Linked DNA regions of Mus musculus: regions 2 and 3 are each linked to region 1. Evidence: chromatin contacts called from public HiChIP or PLAC-seq data. All regions are on one chromosome and are shown on one strand. Each heading gives the region's core, a stretch centred on a gene start, on an enhancer-like site or on the middle of the called end of the contact. The rest is flanking DNA. Distances are from core to core; before and after follow the strand shown.

Evidence for each region. HiChIP or PLAC-seq counts read pairs in DNA pulled down with a chosen protein or histone mark.
Region 2: a contact with region 1 is called in an H3K27ac HiChIP or PLAC-seq map of embryonic stem cells, with 5 read pairs. The contact joins the enhancer-like site here to the promoter of Stmnd1 in region 1. A contact is called at or near these places in 1 of 484 Hi-C or Micro-C datasets (embryonic stem cells), 7 of 115 datasets of contacts at active chromatin or transcription factors (embryonic basal ganglia, embryonic stem cells, intestinal crypt epithelium and 1 more) and 3 of 9 other capture datasets (adipose tissue, embryonic stem cells and liver).
Region 3: an H3K4me3 HiChIP or PLAC-seq map of embryonic basal ganglia shows a contact between it and region 1, with 4 times the contacts expected there. The contact joins the promoter of Fam8a1 here to the promoter of Stmnd1 in region 1. A contact is called at or near these places in 1 of 39 promoter capture datasets (neural stem cells), 1 of 484 Hi-C or Micro-C datasets (uterus), 11 of 115 datasets of contacts at active chromatin or transcription factors (bone marrow-derived macrophages, embryonic basal ganglia, embryonic forebrain and 6 more) and 3 of 9 other capture datasets (adipose tissue, liver and macrophages).

What each region holds. Positions count from the first base shown.
Region 1 is chr13:46,271,841-46,275,663 of GRCm38.p6, reverse strand. Stmnd1 (stathmin domain containing 1) reads right to left here and starts at 1,943. Exons shown (of 5, transcript NM_001005422.1): 1 at 1,760-1,943. The coding sequence starts at 1,846.
Region 2 is chr13:46,643,874-46,647,728 of GRCm38.p6, reverse strand. Cap2 (CAP, adenylate cyclase-associated protein, 2 (yeast)) reads right to left here. Exons shown (of 13, transcript NM_026056.4): 12 at 1,063-1,203. Among named protein-coding and RNA genes, the nearest start is that of Fam8a1, 24 kb to the left of the region's middle. Within about 2 kb of position 1,943, at least 9 of the 459 cell types and tissues checked have an H3K27ac peak or open chromatin away from gene starts, as enhancers often do. A contact at or near this core is called in embryonic stem cells, where this site is marked.
Region 3 is chr13:46,667,355-46,670,751 of GRCm38.p6, reverse strand. It overlaps Fam8a1 (family with sequence similarity 8, member A1), which reads right to left and starts at 1,275. Exons shown (of 5, transcript NM_001033192.3): 1 at 497-1,275. The coding sequence starts at 1,166.

The DNA.
Region 1 (3,823 bases), core at 694-3,193:
AAGCCAGGGCTTTTACATGCTAGGCCAGCACTCTTCCCACTGAGCCACAAGCCCCATCCTTCAGGCTTGCTTTTTACATCCACTCCAGGGGCTCAGATGTGCCACACCCATGCGGGGTACCATCACTGGTCCCTGAGCATGCTCACACCATGAGAAGACAGTGGATGCCTTTCACACAGCAGCCCGAAGAATGCCTTGTGGAAACGGTGGCCCTGAGTGGCTGCGAGATGCTTCCCCCAGCCTGAGAAAGGGGGTTGCAGGCTCTCCTTCACTCTTCGAAAGTGCAATTTTGAGGGAGTATGTGGTGGACCTCTCCTTGGGTCACCCCCCATGAGTTGAGGTCTTGATACCAATGAGATGCCCATTCTATAGGTGAAACTATAACTTTCCTGACAGAAGAGAAAGAATTCTAAAGAGACCCTTGTGCCCTTCCCTCTAGCTATTTGACTAGTGAGACAAAGGTCCCCCAGAAGTTGGAATTTCTCCCCGAGTCTCAGGCTAGGAGAGAGAACAGCTGAGTCTCTGTTAGAGGCAGGCTTTGGCTTTCCCACACAGGTCTGACAGAGAGAGTCTGGAGCTGAGACCATGATGGCGTCAGTGATGGGCAAGACCATACCAGGATCAAGACTGATTCATTATTGGTGCTTCTTGCCCTAAAACATGTTAATTACATTTGTATGTGTGTGCGCACATTTATGGAGCTCAGGAAATAGTTTTAAGGAGTCAGGGCACCATCTACCATGTGGCACCAGGGCATTGAACTTGAGTCTTCAGGCTTGGTATAAATACCCTTACCAACTAAGCCAGCCCTTCCTCAGTTCAGACCTACAGGTCACATCAGAACCCCAAAGACAGACTTGGGAAGTCTCTGAATCTCTGTTTTTGTTCTTCTTCCAATGTGGCCATATTGAAAAAAAATTAAAAATTTTCCTACTTTGCACTATTTTTTAATGGGCTGATGGAGTATAAATGGCCAAGCCTGACTTATTAGGTCTGTCGGGGCCTAACCCTTATTGTAGAGTCAGGGAAAGATGCTAAACAGCCCAGCCTCTGACCCCCACTGCCCTGTGGGAACTTCCCCCGATATCTCCAGGTAAATGATACAAACTGAGGCACAGTGGATTGGAAGGGGAATCTAAAAAACCAGATTCCCTCTAGCTTTGTCCCCCAAAGCTGAACAACCCAGATGATGTAGCTCGATGGTTGACAGAGCTCTGTGTGCTATAAAGAAATACAGAGGAAGGGCTGTTCCAGGACCAACACTAGCTGGCCCCACTCAGGAACTCCCGCCTTCCCATGAGACATTAGGTTGATGGCAGAAACCACTACCCCTCCTGTGGGCCTGCATCTGCCGGGGCTGTGACCTCATGCATGTGTCTGCAGATGCAGATATACAGAGGCATGCACACTTTCTTGATTTAGAGACACCAGCCAACAGTGGCAGAATAAACTCTTGGTTTATTCTGGCAGTCTCTCTTGGTTCACATCCTCAGTAACATACCTACTAAGAGGGTGGTAAACTGCCCACTGGCTCCAGATCACTTCAGAGCTTCCTAAGTGTGGAAGTGTGGGAAATCTGCCTCCCCTCCCCTCCCCTCCCCTCCCCTCCCCTCCCCTCCCCTCCCCTCCCTGTCCTCTCTTTTCTCCTCTTGTGTCCTCCCTTCTGCTCTCTCTGACAGTGTCTTGCTATGCACGCAGCTCCAGTGTTCACTATGTAGTCCAGGCGTGTGCTCCCACAAGGTCTGTGATTGTCTGTTACCTTGGATCCCTCTTCCCAGCCCTTCCTGGGAGAGGGTATGCGGCTCTGGCTCTGGTCCTCCTTTTGCTGGGAAGGTCCACAGCCCATTGCTCCTCCTCTCTAGGCTGTGCCCCCTGGAGCTTCTATCTTGTCCTGGAGTCCTTGTTCCCCAGTCAGGGCCCAGCACGCCCTCCTCCCATACCTCCAGGCTCAGCATCTGGGCAGTTGCTGGAAACTGTTGCCATAATAAACAGGCGTCACAGTCACACAGACCAGGGACCTGAGTGAGGCAGGATGTGACTTTTGCAAGGGAAAACTAAAAGATCTGAGAAGCCATCCAATTCTCTTCTAGGAGGGAGGGGAGGGAAGGGCTGAGTCTAAGCAACCGGCTGGACTGGACACTCATTTCTTTTTCTTTGCCCTGCGCCGCAGGGCCCTCCCCCATACCCCTTATCTGGTTCAGGCATCACATCAGCAGCAGCAGCCTGTGGCAGGCCACGATGCAGACAGCCAGCAGAAGACAATTAAATGCCACAGGATGGTCACATAAGAAATAAACCCCGCTTCATGGGTGAAAATCACTCAGGACCACAAATAGCTCTGCGGCTGCCAGCGGATCTGGAAATCATTTTCGACTTGCAAAGTCCACTTTAGGAACGGTTGTGCAGCGGGGCGGGAGAGGGGGCGGGGCGGGGGGGGGAGAGGAATCTCTACATTGTACAGAGAATGAAACCAACAGGGTGTCATCCCCCCTCCCGCCCCCTGCCCCGCACCTTGTCAAGAGAGGCGGAGCAGGGAACTGTGGGTTGCTCACACTAGCAGTAAGCTTCAGAACTTTAATCCTTTTTCCCTTCTTGAGGACTAAGAAGGTGGAGTCGAAAAGATGCTTGATATGTCTCAACCCTTTGTTTTCAAGGCTATACATTTAGGCTTTAGGGGAGCCACGTGACTTTCCTAAGATCTCCAGGGAGCTAGTTACAGAGGAGGAGCTGTGACCAGGACCCAGGAGGCCAGTTCTGTCCCTCTGCTTCTCCAAACAACTGGAAAACGCATCCCAGGCTTCCTGGAAATGTAAAACTCCCAAGATCTTCCCAATGAATCCCGAGGCCAGCTCTGCTCTAAATAGCTAGATTATAAAGTGCACATTTGTTTGCTGGGGTCCAGGCTGACCTCAGCTTACTATATAGCTCAGGATGACCTTGAACTCCAGATCTTCCTGCCTCTGCCTCACAAGTGTTGTGATGACAGTGTATGAAATTACTTTAAAATTTTTATTTTTGACCTTTTTGAGACAGGCAGGTCTACATAGCCTGATCCTCAGTACAGAACACAAGCCTGTCTCTGACTCATGGAAATCCCTCTGCCTCAGCCTCTCAAGTACTGGGATTATAGGTGTGAATCATCATTTCAGGGTTTATTTTTCAGCCACTCTGTTGCTGCTCAAATAATGGTGTTTGTCAAAGTTTTACTAACATGGAGAAAGATGTATCAAACCCAAGTCCAAGTCTTAAAACTAGGAAACAGAACAATGAAGATTTGTTAATGATGTCAACCTCTAGAAACACAGGCTCATGGCTGAACTAAGTTACTTTGGAAAAATCTCACCTAGGATTATCCAACCCAAAGTGCACTTATAAAATGTTCCTGGGAAAGTTCAACCCATGTTGATAAAACTGGAGAGTAACTGTAGCAGATACCTGTGTTTTCTTTGAAGCGATCTGTTTTCAGGGAGTGAATGGGGTGGTACCAAAATGTGTTGTGTAGGCATTTTCTAAAGCATCCTAAGTCTATGGTCCAAAACTATGAAAACACCCCTTTCTTAGGAGTGTGCTGGGGCTAGTTCCTGCTGGTGTGGAAGAGTCCCTCGCTAGCACTGATGGGTCCCAGCTGCTAAACCAGCTGGTATCAAAACTAAATCTCATAACCTTACATTGAATTATGTTGAAAACAATGGTTAAAAAAAATAGAGACTGGGAGTAGCAATGGTATAGAACATCCCTTATTACTTCAAAATAAAAAATGGAAAAGGAAGAAAGGGAAGAGAAGAGGGAGGAGGAAGATGGTGGGGGGAGGGGGTATTATCAC
Region 2 (3,855 bases), core at 694-3,193, 370 kb before region 1:
ACACTGACACGCATGGACATCTAATGTGGTTCCTCCAGAAACTGCTCCACTTGGGGGAGGATGTAAAGGAAGCGCCAGATGAATTCCTCGGGCTAGGATTTCTAAATGGAGGATTCAATGGGCTGATGGTATGAGGACTTACTTGGGAGCCTGCTAAGAATCAAGATTCTGGGGCTGGGGAGCTAGATGGATGGCTCAGTAGACAAGGTGCTTGTCTGTCCAAGCAGGAGGGCCTGAGTTTGAATCCCCCAAACCCATACATAAACCATGCCTGCAATTTCAGCCCTTCTATGATAAAATGGAGGGATGAGAGAATAACCCCTAGAAGCTTAGGCAGTGGTGAACAAGAAACCTTGTCTCAAATAAGGTGGAGGATGGCTAGGACTGACACCAGAGGTTTTCCTCAGAACTCCATGTGTGTCACGGCATGAATGTACTCCCCCATAGCATATACAAAGAACCTGGATTCTGGGCCCCATTGTGAGGCTCCTCAATCCAACCCTAGGTTATTATTATTATTTTTTTAGAGTTTTGAGCTCTTTCTATTGAGCTTCTTAGTAGACCCTTATGTTAAAAGGAGCATTATAGGGCTGGCGAGATGGCTCAGCGGTTAAGAACACTGACTGTTCTTCTGAAGGTCCTGAGTTCAAATCCCAGCAACCACATGGTGGCTCACAACCATCTGTAATGAGATCTGATGCCCTCTTCTGGTGTGTCTGAAGTCAGCTACAGTGTACTTAGATATAATAAATAAATTTCTAGGCTGAAGTGGGTGGGACGGACCGGAACGAGAAACCTTTATTCCCACATGATGGCTCACAACCATCAGTACAGCTACAGTGCATTCATATACATAAAAATAAATAAATAAATAAATAAATAAATAAATAATTTTTTTTTTAAAAAAAGAGGAGCATTCTATTTTGGCTCCCTCCCTTGCCTGCCTGTTACGTTGTCTTCAAATGAAGCTCCCGAGATGGCAGCTGATGGGCACCTCTCTAAGAATGCTAACATGAATACACCACAAAGCCTTTTCTGGGCAGGCTTTTGGGAGGTACTCACATAATCGTCATCCTGAGGGACCAGGACATTCATCTCGGACGACTTCGCGCTCACGATCTCACAGTCTAGTGCATCTTCACTGAGGTACAGGTGGCATCCTTCTGTCTTATTAATGGAGATTGTTGGTACTCTCCCCATTACCTAAGGGGAAAAAATGGGACTGAAGCAAAGAACTAAAAATGGCCATGTTCCCAAGCAGGTACTTCTGGAGTTACTCCTGAGTTTAGCTTTGGACTTATGGGGTAGCATGCTCTCTGTGTCTGTCTGTCTTCCTTTCTCTCCCCCACTCCCCTCTCTGTGTGTATCTCTGTGTCTACGTGCAGGGCAAGTGTCATCTGAGGACACAGTGAAAGGACTATACAAGGGGGGTGGGGAATCCTAAGTAGGCAGGATTTCCCTTTCTTGAGATGAAATTAAGGGATTAATTTGGAGGCAGCAGCTAAAATGTTCAGAAAAGCCCTGCAACCCGTTAGTGAATCTGAAGCGCCTCTCTGATTTCACGATAAGAGAAACAGGATTCATTTGCTTAAAATTTAAGTTTTGACAGTTATCTCTGAGACTGGGGCTAGAACAAATATCCATACAGACACTGAACAATAAGATTAATTTCGAAGAGAAGCCAAGTAGATTGTTCCCAAACTTCAGAGCGAACAAGAAACTCTCCAATTCTTCTCATGGAAGCCATTTGCCGGGTAAGAGGCAGAAGGTGAAGTTCAGATGAGATGGGTGTCTGGGTGTTTCAGAACGTACTCATTTCAGGAGCTCAGACTCAGGATGCTGACCCAGATAATCGGAACCCTTGAGCAAGAGGAGGCAGCGCTTTGTACTGCTTACAAGTATCTAAGTCCCGTAAAAACTCAGATCAGTTTTAAGTTTCTCTTCTAACAATCAGTTTTCAACCCTTCCCACAATGTCCACAGGGATCTAGCATTCTCCCAAAGACTTCATAACTACTCTAGAAGTTTCCTTCTTGTAATGGTAATTAAAGCAATAAAGACATCTCTCCTTTCAACCTGAAGAAAAGGCTTAGTTTGCAAACCAAAGGAACACTTTCTGTCTGGGGTGCAGGTGCCCAAAAGAATTCCTTGTGGGGCGTCTAGCCGGTCACTGGGCTTCTCCCCGCTTTGCTCCATAGAAACTGGAGACTGAGTTGGAATTGAAGCCCAGAGCAAGAGAAAGGTCCAGCTGAGTCGTTCAAGGTCAGGCAGGTACAGGCAGGGCTCTGCCTGAGTTAAATAGTATATATACAGAAGAGAGAGAGAGAGAGAGAGAGAGAGAGAGAGAATGTGTGTCTGTGTCTCTGTGTGTACATGCATGTATGTGCTTGTTTTAAAAATGTGCTTAGACATGTTTTCATGACTTCTAAATTTCTTTATGTTGTAATGATGAAAAGAGTTTACATGCCGGCCTGAAGCCCACAGATACCACCAGCCTAGCTAAGGAAAGCGAGATGCTGCCAGCGACTCCTAGAGGCTTGGTTTATGGATATTATTTCTCAGTAATAATTTGAAAAATTTCCACTGATGATGGTTGTCTGTCTTCCCCAATCTTTATGTATACACGAACCACCCATTTTTGAGAGTACAGTTGGATGCCATTTCACAAACGTACAGAGATGTGCAATCAGGACCACAAGCTGCTTCTAGAATAGTTCCACTATTCTAAAAATATCACTAATGGCCACTTACAGTCGGTCCCCATCTCAGCCCCAGGCAGGTAAGTGATTTCTGCTTCAGTTGTGCCCTGGCCCCTTTCAGACAATTTACTAGGCACTTTAACTAGGTAATGGCACTCTCTTGGTTTGAGCACTCAGAAATTCACTAAGTGTTCCATCAAACGTTTCTCTTGTCTCCGAATTGGTCCTTGTAGCTCCTTCCACAGGCAACCAGTAGTTCACCCTTCCTGAGGTAACTGTTCACAGTGCACAGTTCACATCCTTAAAAATGTAACAAGATACTTCAGGCATGGAAACATACAAAGAATAATAGATACATACACTTTCTACAACAACTTTATTAGTGTGGCATTCCAGCTAATTCCCTTTTGGTTTGTTTGAAAGTTCCCTTCCTTCCTTCCTTCCTTCCTTCCTTCCTTCCTTCCTTCCTTCCTTCCTTCCTTCCTCCCTCCCTCCCTCCCTCCCTCCCTCCCTCCCTCCCTCCCTTCCCTTCTAATAGGGTCTCAGGTAACCTAGGTTGGCCTTGAACTCACTTTGGGACCAAAGATGGCTTTGAACTGCTGATCCTTCTCCTGTCTCTACCGCCCCAGGGCTTTGGTCACAGGTGTACACGGTTACACCCAGCTTTACTGTGCTTGTTTGTTTTTGAGACTTGGTTTCACTTTGCAGCCCTGACTAGCCTGGAACTTGCTGTACAGAGCAAGCTGGCCTCTAAGCGCACAGAGTCCTCCTGAGTGCTGCGATTATAGGTGTGTAGCACACACTCAACCGCTGTTTCCCCAACTCCTGAGAACTAAGATCTCACTGTCACGGAAGTCCCCTGGGTACTTCCACCCCACTGTCCCTCACTTCCCCCTTCTTCCCTCCTCCTTGTAAGTAACGACTCTCCTGGCTTTTGTTGTTTGTCCTTGTTTTTAAGACTTGTTTGGAGAGGCTGGAGAGATGGCTCAGCAGTTAAGAGCACTGACTGCTCTTCCTGAGTTCAAATCCCAGCAACCACATGGTGGCTCACAACCATCTGTAATGAGATCTGATCCCCTCTTCTGGAGTGTCTGAAGACAGTTACAGTGTATTTATATATAATAAACAAATCTTAAAAACAATTTTGTTTGTTTGTT
Region 3 (3,397 bases), core at 26-2,525, 400 kb before region 1:
AGCTTTGGATCTTTCCAGAGCCTGAAGATTACAGAGAGGATGGTTTGATAAGCATACGTCTCTACACACAAGAAGGGCTAGTGTCAGGAGTAAGGGAACCTACTAGCCGTGCCAGGTCTTAAGGGAAGGACAATCAACATTGCTTCACAGTACGTTTTTAGAATTTAGGGCCTGGGCAAACCATAGCTGATGTATGTGGGAACTATCAATGGTAGCAGCAGCTCCCCGGTTATATTTTTTCAGGAGCGAGCATACTTGTTCAATGATCCTTCAAGAGACCCCTCTGGCTAGTACAGACCTGTCTTATTCCAAGTTTGAGGCTAGCCTGGCCTACATACTGTGTTAGCCTACACCACAGGGTGAGATCCTTCCAAAATGTTAGTGGTAGGAATGGCAGTGATTTTTTTTTTTTTTTTTTAAAAAGGACCTCGACTCTATCCCTCCTCCATCCTACCCAACACCCCCCACCCCACCCCCGCGCCAACCCCGATCTCACCTGCCTGCCGCCCGGTGTCGCTGGCAGTCCGCGCAGGGGCTGCAGAACCCACCCTGGTCCCGGGGGCCGCCCGGGCCGATGGCTGCACGTGCGGGGCCCGGGCCGTGAGGCCCGCGACAGCCGTCGGGGTGGCGCCGCCCGTGGCCGCCCCCGGCCCGGGCCCCGCAGCGCTCAGGAAGTAGAAGGGGTTGTAGTACGCCAGCTGCGGCGGCGGCGGTGGCGGCGGGGACGACGGCGTCGGCGGGGACGACGGCGAGGGGACGGCGGGCTGCGGGGCGGTGGCGGCGGGTGGTGGCGGGCCGCAGTAGGCGGGCAGGGCGGCCAGGCCGCTGTGCCAGGTCAGGTAGCCGCAGTAGGACTGCCACAGCCATTCGTGCACCTGCCGCGAGTACTCGCGCGCGCTCAGCCGCCCCGGGCCGTCCGACGCCTCGCAGTCTCCCGCCTCCGGAGGCTCCGCGCCCGTCTCCCGGCGCTTGCGGAGCTCGCACTGCGGCTCGGGCTCCGACACTGCCGAGGCGACGCTCGCGAGGGCCGGGGACCGGGGGGCGGCGGCGGTGGCGGCGACGGTGGTGGTGGGAGAGCCTGGCTCGGAAGGGACCGGCTCGTGGTCCCCGCCACTGCCATCCTGCTCCGGAGGGCGGCTCCGGGCTTCCTCGGGCCCCTCTGCCATCGTCGCCCCGGAGGCCCCCTCCGCGCTGCCTGTCAAGGCGCCGTCGCCCGCCCTCGGCGGCCCCTCCCCAACCGCTCGCTCGCTCGCCACCACAGCAGCAGTGGGCGTCAACAATCCGCCTCCGGAAGCGGAAACCCCACCTCTCCGGCGCGCCAGGCTTGGGGAGCCGGGCGGGCGGTTGGTGGTGCTTTGTGAGTTGGTTCCTGGGCTACGCGATGTTTCTCGGGGGTCCTCTGTGGTACGTTTTAATCATAAATTGTGGCATATTCGGTAACGTAACGCGTCGCGGCATCGCACAACCACGTGTGCGATGCCGAGGACGTGGTCCTGGACACTGTGAACGCATCCATTTAGGCTTACGTCTGTGAGGCATTCGCCACCACTCTTGAGAATTCTAATGAACTCCATTACCAAGGTCCCTAGAGAAGATCCTGTGGGGTTAGGACATGATTGTCCCTTGTGAAACTGCATCTGACTCACCAGAATTTCCACTCCTTCAACCACAGTATTTGTTTCTTGCTTAGCACCTTAGTCTGTGTATGGTTTCGTCTTCTTTTCATCTATATGCAGCCTCCCAGATACTGATAACCTTAATACACTTTGCTATGTTAATAAGCCCAGTTAGGGGTAGTTGTGTGACTTTGAATTCCCAGGACCATATAAGGAATCTACAAGAGCCAAATACTATGAGAATATTGAACGATTATTGTGCTGGCTAATTTTATGTCAACTTGATAGAGTCTAGAGTCATTTGAGAGGAGGCAAGACCAATTGAGAAAATGCCTCTGTAAGATTGGGCTGTAGGCAAACCTGTAGAGCATTTTAAATTAGTGATTGATGTGGAAGGGCCCAGCCCACTGTGGGTGGTACAACTCCAGGCTGCTGTTCTGGGTTCTATAAGAAGGAAGACAAGCCATGGGATGAGCATCAGCTCCTGCCTCCAGGTTCCTGCCCATTTGAGTTCCTGTCCTGACTTCCCTCAGTGATGGACTACAATGTAGAATTGGAAGCCAAATAAACTCTTCCCCAACTTGCTTTTGGTCCTGGTGTTCACCACAGCATGCCGCACCTAATGGCTTGAACATGACAGTGATGCCGAGAGTCAATCCTGTCTTTCCTCTGGGAGACAGAAAAGACATCACTTTTGGCCTTTAAGAAATTCATCTGCTTCAAGGGAAAATCTTCCATGAAACACTTGAACACCTATTCACGATCATCACTAGCAGCAGGAAACATAGCTCAACACCACCAGCTCTGCAACCTGCGACACTCCTTTCCCAGCTTCAGAGACCCTTATTTAGGTACAGACCAGATTCATTCATTCATTCTCTTCCTTTCTCCCTGTCTCTTTCTCTCTTCCCCTTTCTTTCCTTCCCTCCTTCCTTCCTTCTTTTTTATTTTTTATTTTTATTTTTTGAGACAGGGTTTTTCCATGTAGCTCTGGCTGTCCTGAAACTCATTCTGTAGACCAGGCTGGCCTCAAACTCACAGAGATCTTCCTGTCTCTGTCTTCTGAGTGCTGGGAGACACTCAGTAAAGGCACGTGCCACCACGGCCAGGCTGCAACCCAGATTCTTAAACTGTGCTGAAAAAAATAATCATAATGAGTTAGAGTCAAAGTTAGCTTATTCATAGGGGAAAGGACAGGCAATGGGGAACAAGTGTGGCCACTCAGGGAGGAATGCTGCACCTAATGGCTTTACCAGCAGCAGCTGGGGAGTGTCTTGGGGAATTTGACATTAGTTGGTAAAGCACTTGATCTATAAAGTTGAGAGAAAAATGGGCTATTGAAGGGGCACCAACTTCTCAAGACAAAGGTGATTTTATTACCCCAGAGAGGACAAGCAGGGGTAGGGTTGCGGTTGTCTCTGGATCAGGCAAAGACAGCAGTAGATGTCTCTGCAGGAGTGATCTTTTTAAGGAAAAAGGGGGAAATCTGTGCCAGGATGAGTTGTTAAGTCCCGAATGGACACATCAGCCAGTGTAGCTGAATAATGAATTTTGATTGCTGGACCTTGGTGTTTTAGTCAGGCATAAAGAAATAGCCAAATAAGGGAATGGACCTTGGTGGCTATCTTTAGGAATGTAACCTAACGGCTTAGTAAAGGAGAGGGAAGGGGAGAGGGCAAGACCTGCAGGTGCCATGCTTACAACACTTGGGCCTGTTAGAGAGCCCTTCAGTTATATTCATTTCCTTATGGAAAGGGGTTTCATACCTATGTGAGAATTTA